2 separate regions of the Anas platyrhynchos genome follow, and region 1 is linked to region 2. A link is a contact called in public Hi-C data. All regions are on one chromosome and are shown on one strand. Each heading gives the region's core, a stretch centred on a gene start, on an enhancer-like site or on the middle of the called end of the contact. The rest is flanking DNA. Distances are from core to core; before and after follow the strand shown.

Region 1 (4,330 bases), core at 1,818-4,317, 61 kb before region 2:
CCCAGCGGGTGGCAGGATGGTTGGTGCAGCCCCCCGCGAGGTGCGTGTCCTCCTCCTCTGGGTGGGCAGCTCCTGGTGGAGCTCAGGAGCATGCAGTGCTCCTGGTGGTGCAGCTCCTCCCCAGGTTCCCCGTGCGCTTTCCTTCGCGCCGGCTGCGTCCTCTGCGTGTCACTGACCGAGTAACACACTTGTGTTGTTGCTTTGGAGTGGGAAAACAGAGCTGGAGTGGGAGTGCACATGGCAGATGCCTGTTTTCTTTCAGAAAGCCTGAGGATAGTAAAGACCTAATTAGCATTCTTGTGAAGGCAAGTCAGAGGGAGACTCCGGGATTTAGTTTTGCGAGGAGGGAGTGAGTCTGCATCGGTGAAAACAACAGATTGCTGGAAATGTGCGAGCGAAGTACTCGATGCTCCGGTGGAGGAGAGGAGACGGCACGGGAGGGTGGTGGAAACACCCAGGTAGGTGCTGCGAGGGCACGGGTTTCCTTCAGCACTGCCTGAACGGTGGCTGCAGCCCGTGTCCTGGTACTGCCCTGTGCTTTCCATCGCTGTCCCCGCTCCGGTGCGGCGGTGGGAAGAGCTGCCCCGTGATTCCAGCCACGTGGGGAAAGTGAGCTCCCGGACGTCACCAGCCTGCGAAAGTGCCAGGCTCTTGATCGTCAGCAGAGGAGCTGAGGGGCCGCTTACTTCATCTCTGCAGTCCCATTTCATTTGCAGCTCTGGAAGGCTTTCGTTGGAGGTGATCCAGGGATAAATTCCTTGTGCGAGGCAAGCGTTTTCCAAAAGTGCGTTGCTGTTGGTTCCCCTCCTCGCCCCCCCCCATCCTTTTGTCTCTGGAAGGAGGCTCTACATCTGCTTATGTTGGCCGGGAGAGATGCTCTTGGAGAATACAAATTAATGTTTTAAGACGTTGAACCTCCGGTGTTCGTCTAATCACCGCATTTCTGCGTTTGCGGCGTGTTCAGTGGGCTCCATTTATCATGATGAAGTTTAGTTGTGCGCAGCTCTCTCGCTGGTCTTCCAGCCCTCTGCCCGAGGCACATATCCTTCCATTAATTTTCTGCTATTATCCACTCAGGTGTCCTGTGTGATCCAACATGCTTAATTTCATTCTACCGAGCGCAAGCTCTTCCGATCTGAAGTTAGCAGCGTGATTTGCAAGCATCATAAGGAAATGAATCTTTCTTTTCTGGAGATAACTGCTTCCTGAATTTCTGTTCTATTTGTAATGCGCTAATAACCTCCATCCACCAAATCCTGCTCGACTGGAGATCCTGTTTGCGTCCCTTGGGCTTTGAACTGGAGCGCTCCTCGCCGTGTTGGAGTTGCATCCAGAGCCTGCCGAGGGCTGCTGGGGCTTGGGGCCGGGCCAAGCAGGAGCTGGGCAGTGCATTAGGTCCGACGTGGCTCTCCGTAGCTGCAGCAAGCAGTTGGAAGACGTGGGTGTAAGAGGCCTTGGGAAAAGGGAAAAAAAGGCCTGTGTTGAAAGAGGCTGAGCGCACGAACCCAGGGAACGTGGTGATGGGCGTGGTGTAAACCTCTCCTGCAGAAGCAAGCTGGTTATATAAAAGCTGACTTGAAACGGGCCAGGTTTCAGAGCTGGCCTCCCTACAAAGCATGACCCGGGGCAGAGTCTCTTTGGCTGTCAGGAAAGCTTTGAGAGCTGTGCTGCGGCTTCCCAGCTGGTTGTGCTCTCAGAGCACGCCTTCAAAGACGCGGGGCTGTGGGTGTCTCCGGCCCTGGGGGAGGAGGAGGAGGCCACATCCCTCTGGGCTCTGACACCCCCTGGTCCTCCACAGCATCCCCGATGCCTGCGCTGGTCCTCGGCTGGAGGAGAGGCTGTATCTGACACCCCGTGATGCACCTGCTGATTTATTTTGGCCACGGGCAGAGGCCGTATGCACCCGCAGCTCTGCCCCGAGCTGTGGTGGTGCAGCTTGGCCCACTGGAGATGTGAAGGGCTCTCATTTGGGGTGCTGTTCCTTGCAAATCTGTCCCCACCGTGCTCAGATCACTTGGCTTTTTCCCTTGCTGCAGAGCCCACCTGCTCCGTTCCAGGATCCATTTGCCTCTCCTACCGGGCAGAACTTCCCACCCGAGGTCCAGGCTGAATCCCGGCGTTTTTCTCCAAAAGGGGAACCTGGCAAAGGCAGCAGGAGCCGGGTGCTGGAGGAGACGACCGCGGTGAGACGGCCTCCCCGGGTGACCGGGTGTGTGAGGGCTGCCAGGGCTGCCGAGGAGGCCGGGAACGAGGTCATTTTTCATTGCCTGGGCCTCCGGGCTGGGAACGCCCGACTCGCGGGCCCTGCAGAAAAAATGCAGAAAACTTGTGGGCTGAGCAAATACCTCCCGGAGCAGATGGTTTTGTGCAGGGGAGTGAAGCTTAGAAGCAAAAGCAAACAGGCGCTGGCTAACGGAGAAGGGTGAGGCCGGGGAAAAACGCTGAGACACGTTTGTCTGCCTCTGGAGCCATTTCTGTCTTGGCTGCTTCCAGGATTTAATGCTGACGCTCCCGGACTTGACAGGGCAGCGTTTTGGTAGATGCTTGTTAAAGCCCTCAGCCGGTGCTACGCACTTAAAAACCCAACAATTTATGGTGGTTTCTGCCTGCACAGACGCTTCACGGGCTGCTGAGACCTGGAGCTCTGCTCCCCTGGGACTCAGGAGCTGCCGGCCGAGCGCTGAGCCGGAGCCGTGGCGCGCTCGTGTGCGTGCTCCGGAGGAGCAAGGAGCATCCTGCCCCCAAAATCCTGGGGGTGGGTTTGTAAACCAAGGCAGGAGGGTTGTGTGACGACGGACCCGGGTTGTTCATTAGCTAATGAGGCTCTGTAATGTTCTGAGAAGGATCTCGGAGCGTGTAGGCAGCGGGAGGAATGTGTCTGTGCCTCCCCTCCAGCCTGCTGCCGATGCGTGCGTTAATCTGTTTGCATTCGCTCTGCAAAGGCGTGTTTATATCGGGTTTTCAGGGAAGTCTGTTTCCTTTTAAACGGAATGAAGATAAAGCAGGGACACTTGAGCCTTTTATGGGTAGGATCTGTAATCCTCCGCGCGAGGGAAGTTCTCTTGGAGGCTTTGTTTAACAGCGCGGCGGTACAGTGCGCTGCTGCCTATTCTCAGCCTGCTTTGCATACGTAATTAATTTGTCCCCTACAGTAATTTCTCTGTAGCGATAACGCAGCGCTCTGAACGCCACGCTCGTGTGGTTATGGGAGAGTAAACGGAGAGCAGCCACTCGTGGTGCAAGTGAGTGCGGTGATGAGGTGGGTGTGTGGATAATGCTGAGCCCCGAGTGCTACCAGCACGCTGCCCTGCTCTCAGCCCCCGGCACAGGTAGTTCATGCCCTGAACAATTCCCAGCCCAAACCCTGATCATAACAAGTACAAAGAGCGCGCGTTATGCTTGGGAAGTCTCTTCTACAGGTGTTTTCCATTTGACTCTTTGAGCGGTGAAGTTTCGCTCGCTGTTTTTTCATAGACGGGGAAATTGAGGCTTGGAGACCTGAAGCGGCGCGTTCCAGTTGACACAGGGAGATGGTACCGGAGCCAAGACGAGCCATCGGGTATTTTGTGGCTTTCCATTCTGTGCTGGTGCTGCTCAGCATCCTTGCAGAGAGGGTATAGGCATCCAGGGACCCGCTAGCTCTGGCTGGACAGCAGCAGGCACAAATGCCAGCTTCGCCTTTCTCCTTCAAGGGACAGAAAACGCTGACGTGAGTTTGCTTGTAGCAGAGGAGCCCCTTAATGGAAAGGGCACGGTGTGTCATCGGGCTGAGCCGAGTGTCAGCTGCTTCCTGCTCGGCTGGCATTTGATCTGCGGCAGAGATGGAGCCCTGGTGACGCAGCCCATTGATGCTGTTCGAGGGAAGCCTGCGCTCCTGATTCATGTGGCTTTCGGAAGCTGTCCCACAAGGATCTGTCTGAGGGTCGCCTCGTGTTTGTTTTTCCTTCTCTGTGCTTTCAATCTTCTAGACATCCTCCTCGCCTGGCGTTCTTCAAAACCAAATATTTTTGGTATTCTTGGTAGTTTGTTTAAAGGAAAGTTGAAAACCAACAAAAAAGGCTGCTGTTTTGCATGCGTTCCTTTCCGTGTGCGGGGTTTTCACTGCGGGGTTTTCACTGCGCGGTTCTAAATGGCTGAGTTATTAAACTTGAAAAGCATCTGCTCTTCAGAAACCCTTCACGTGTGCTGTAAACATGACGGATAACGAGGCAGAGCCTGGTCTGACTGACACAGCTCTGCTGTAACACGGGGTTGCGTGGAGCCTAACCCTCTGCTTTCTCCATCTGGCCGGTGACTGGACTTGTGAAGCCGTCTCCCCTCCCCGAGCAGG
Region 2 (3,825 bases), core at 1,240-3,739:
GGGGTCTTGGGGGCTCTGCCGCTGCTGAAATCCCTGTAGGTGGTGGTTCCTGGTGCGTCATACGGAGCTCGGCATTGTTGGATGGCATTCAGTGAGATGGGGGGGACAGTTTTGGGGAAAAGGAAGGCATATAGGGTTTTCTCCTCAACCATTATAGTCATGGGCCTGTGTTTACCAGGCTATTAGATGCACCAGAGCGTTTGGGAAGTTCTGTTGGCTGAATTAGGGTTGGTCGTGTCCGGCTTTTCTGGATGCTGTGCCTTGATTTGATTTTTATTTGACCTTTCTCATTTATCACATCTCTTTTATTTAATATTGGTGTTTGAAGGGCTGGAATTGGTTGCTGGTGGTTCCTTAATATAATCTTCCCCAGGAAAGCCTCCCTTGCCTTAGTCTCATGTAACACAGCAAATTGTTTACGTGCAATTGTCTCCTCTGCATGTGTGATGAATAGTACAAAGAAAAATCTCGTGCTCGGGTGTCTGTTCGGATTTAGCTGTGTGCTGTCGGGGTAAGTTGGCTTTGGCTTTGCCCTGAGCTCAGATGTGTTCATGGCTGGCAGGAAGGTGCTGCCCTGGGGCTCCAGCACCGTGGGCACTGGGGATTAATGCAGCTGCAGGCTGGGTTTTGGGGCTTTCTGAGTAAAAGGGAAGGGAGGCTGGCAGCCTTACCCAGGGTGAGAGGGATGTTTTCCTGTATCACCGCGGGAGCTGCTGCAGTAACCTGTGGGCACGCAGCTCTGCTTGGCAGTGCCAGGATATTCAGACTTCTCCCCTAACGGGGTTGGTGGGCATGATGTGAGGCTGTCCTGAGTGAGAAGGAGGTTTAACCTGGGGAAAATAGGGGCGATTCGGATTCTGAGGGAGGTGTGGGCAGATTCCTCGGAGGAGAAGGCTGCGGTGGCCGAGCTGCTGCCGCCGAAGAGCCGCGTTTGAACCGCGAAATGAAAAACGCACCAGACACTTCAGCTCTCCCTCCTTTCGCTCTCGATAGCGTGTTGCCTTGGAAAAGATGCCTCTGAGGGGCCGTGGCCCTTTTCCGTTCCGTTTTTGCTGCTCCCTCGGAGCTGCATCTTGATGAGGCGGTGCCGAGCCCAGCTGGGAGCCTGCTGCCCCTCGCCGCGAGCCGCACCGCGGTGGCGCTGAACCGGGGAGCGTTCTCTGCGGATGCTGGGCTGGGTGGCTGATGGGGAGAATAAACTGTTGGCCATGAGACAAAAAAATATCCTCTCTCCAAAGACGTGAGGAAACCAGGACAGCTTTTCTGTCTGCACATTATTTCCATCAGCAGTTCTGTGCTGCTTCTCACCGGAAAACCACGTATTGTCTCAGCTATTTGTTCCTAATAGGCAAAGCCACTCTTGAGGCATTAGTTGCCGAGTTGAGGGGCTGCATTTACTTCTTGGTCTGTGACACATTTCCAAGAATTACATGCATTTTATGGGGCTTAAAACATTTGTTAATGAAAGAGAGAGAGAAAGCTGGGCGAGACAATTCAGCAGGACAAGATTATGCTTTTAGCGGAGTCATTTGTAATTTCTAAGTCTGGGAAGAGGAAAAAATGATTGGGAAGCGTCTGAGTGGAGCTCGGAACTGGCAGGGCTGTTTCCAGAGTGAGTTTAACTGTGGATGCTGTGAGACCAGGCTGATCTCGGTGCTGTTAAGTGGCTGGGAGCAGCAGGCAAGCCTGGGGTGCAGGACCACCCCTCGGAAGGTCTCGCTGCCTTCGCAGCTTTGGAAGTTGGGTTATTAGCAGTCTTCTGGCTTCATTACTGAGCAGCCATCCTTACAAACTGCTTGTGGACATGAGGGTTGTGATAAAGCTCATGCAGTTAATCCGTGCATCACTCTGAGCCTGTTTGAGGGACGTGTTCTCGGTGTGCTCGTCCAGGGGAAGGGTTGAGAACTGGGACCGATCCTTGGCCGTGAGCTCTGGACGCGTGCATATCTGGGCTGTTTACACGTCTAAATCTCCTTTTTGCCTCCGTGCTCAGCCAGCAGCAGCAATAGCTGATAAGGACCTGATGAGCAGCTGCGCAGGTCTCCATCACTGCTATTAGTCGCTCTGCGTGTCTGTGTGACCTCCTAAAACGAGGCAGCACGGTGCCTCCCTTCCAGCAGCTACTCTGCCTCCTCCAGCAGACGCTGGGCCTCGCTTTGCTTCTAGCAGCACCTTCATCTCCCTGCTCTCTCATCCCATCCACCTGCTCTCGGGGTCCTTCCATGAGCTTCGCTCCCTCCCTGTGGGCACGGGGTGTTGCTGGAGGGCTGGCACAGCCCTGCGAGCTGCACGGTGGTCGGAGCAGATGCAGGATGCCTGGATCAGAGATGGGAGCATGCAGCCTGGAACAGAGAGAGAGAGAGAGAGGTGCTATTCCTGCCTCCGCTGCTGACTCAGTGCGTGACGGAGGCAGTCGATTCTTTATCTAGGGCAGCTTTGCAAACTGTTTGAGCTCTTGGGGTAAAACGCACCACGTGAGGCGAGTATTACCAAACACACTGGTGCTTACTTAAACAGTGTCCTAGGAGTCATCCGCTTACCCCTCACCCCATTCCACGGTGCTGCAGTCACGGCGTTGTGAGGAGCTCCGTTTGTTCCTCGGTGCCAGGAGTGCTCTTTGTGGTGGTTTTAGGGATGGAGCTAAATGTTGCCCAGCAGAGCGCTCCCCAGCCAGCACCGTTTTTATGGGGGGTTTCTGCCTTTTTTTTTTGGGCTTACCGGCCTCGGCCGTTGGTTTAGGCCATGAGCTGTGCTGTGAACACTAACAAAGTAATTGACGTGGCAAATCCTGGTAACAGATTCTGGAGTTTTTCCCATTAACACCCCCAGAAAAGAAGTAGACCCTTTATGGCTTTTATTCATCACTTCCTCATCTGTCTCTTTCCCAAATACAGCCAGGCCCCTTTTACCCCGCTGTGGATAACAGCAGCAGTAAGGATGGGTTCGTAAGGCGAAGGCAATGTCTGTTATTAGATCAGCTCCGTACGTCTGGAGAAAACAGGCGTGCTTTGGGCAGTGAGCCTCTCAAAAGCAGCAGCTTTACAGCGAAGTCGCAGTTGTAGCAGAAAGACATTACCTGCTCGTGTGAACCTTGGTTTGCTCATATCCTTGAGCACTCGTATTTCTTTTCAAGCCAGAATCAGAAGGCTGTCTTCCTGCCTGCTTTTCCCCACTTGAGCATCTCTTTCCCTGGAGGCGAGGTGGCTGTCACGTTGCTGCAGGGCACGGAGCCCGGTGCTGCTGCTGCTGGATGGAGCCAGGTGAGCTCAGGCTGCGTGGGGGGACGAGAAATGAAATCCCCCCCATGCCTTCCACCTTAGCATAGGCTGATGTTGCCTCTGAATAGGTGCTCCCTTGAGCTAGCTGAGAATAGCCAGGCACAAGTAAAGCAGAATTGCTTTTTCTATCACTGAGAGCTTGCCGAAGAGCTGCCGTGCCGCGGATTTGCCGGCCGTGCTCTTGGCAGAGGTGCTGGAGCTGGCTCCCAGGACCCTCGGTGGCGTCTGCATATTCTCCAACAAAGCCACGGACCTTTGTCACGTAACGCCAGATAAGAACAGAGCCGGCTGCTCCCCAGCAGGCCAGCCGTGTGTCTGCGTGATGCCCTGTCTCTGTGCATCCGCGCGTGCTGGTGCTGCGGGCGGTGCTGCCCCGGCTCCGCATGCTGCGCCTGGCCGCGCAGAGCCTGCTCGCTGCTCTGCAGAGCCGGGGGCCAGTCCTGCTTCTTCCCTTCTCTTCCACCTCTTTTTATTCCCTCTACGCTTCCACTTGCTCTTCCCATTTCTGAGACTGCTTTTCTACCACGTATGTGGCTTGCTGCTCTTC

Evidence for each region. Hi-C and Micro-C count contacts between places; a contact is called where the count stands out from the background.
Region 1: a contact with region 2 is called in a Hi-C map of liver, with 2.6 times the contacts expected there. The contact joins two enhancer-like sites. A contact is called at or near these places in 2 of 8 Hi-C or Micro-C datasets (liver and skeletal muscle).

The regions. Positions count from the first base shown.
Region 1 is chr16:3,985,433-3,989,762 of IASCAAS_PekinDuck_T2T, reverse strand. All of the region lies in intron 1 of NCOR2 (nuclear receptor corepressor 2), which reads left to right. Among named protein-coding and RNA genes, the nearest start is that of NCOR2, 26 kb to the left of the region's middle. Within about 2 kb of position 3,067, at least 3 of the 8 cell types and tissues checked have an H3K27ac peak or open chromatin away from gene starts, as enhancers often do.
Region 2 is chr16:3,924,470-3,928,294 of IASCAAS_PekinDuck_T2T, reverse strand. All of the region lies in intron 4 of NCOR2 (nuclear receptor corepressor 2), which reads left to right. Among named protein-coding and RNA genes, the nearest start is that of NCOR2, 87 kb to the left of the region's middle. Within about 2 kb of position 2,489, at least 7 of the 8 cell types and tissues checked have an H3K27ac peak or open chromatin away from gene starts, as enhancers often do.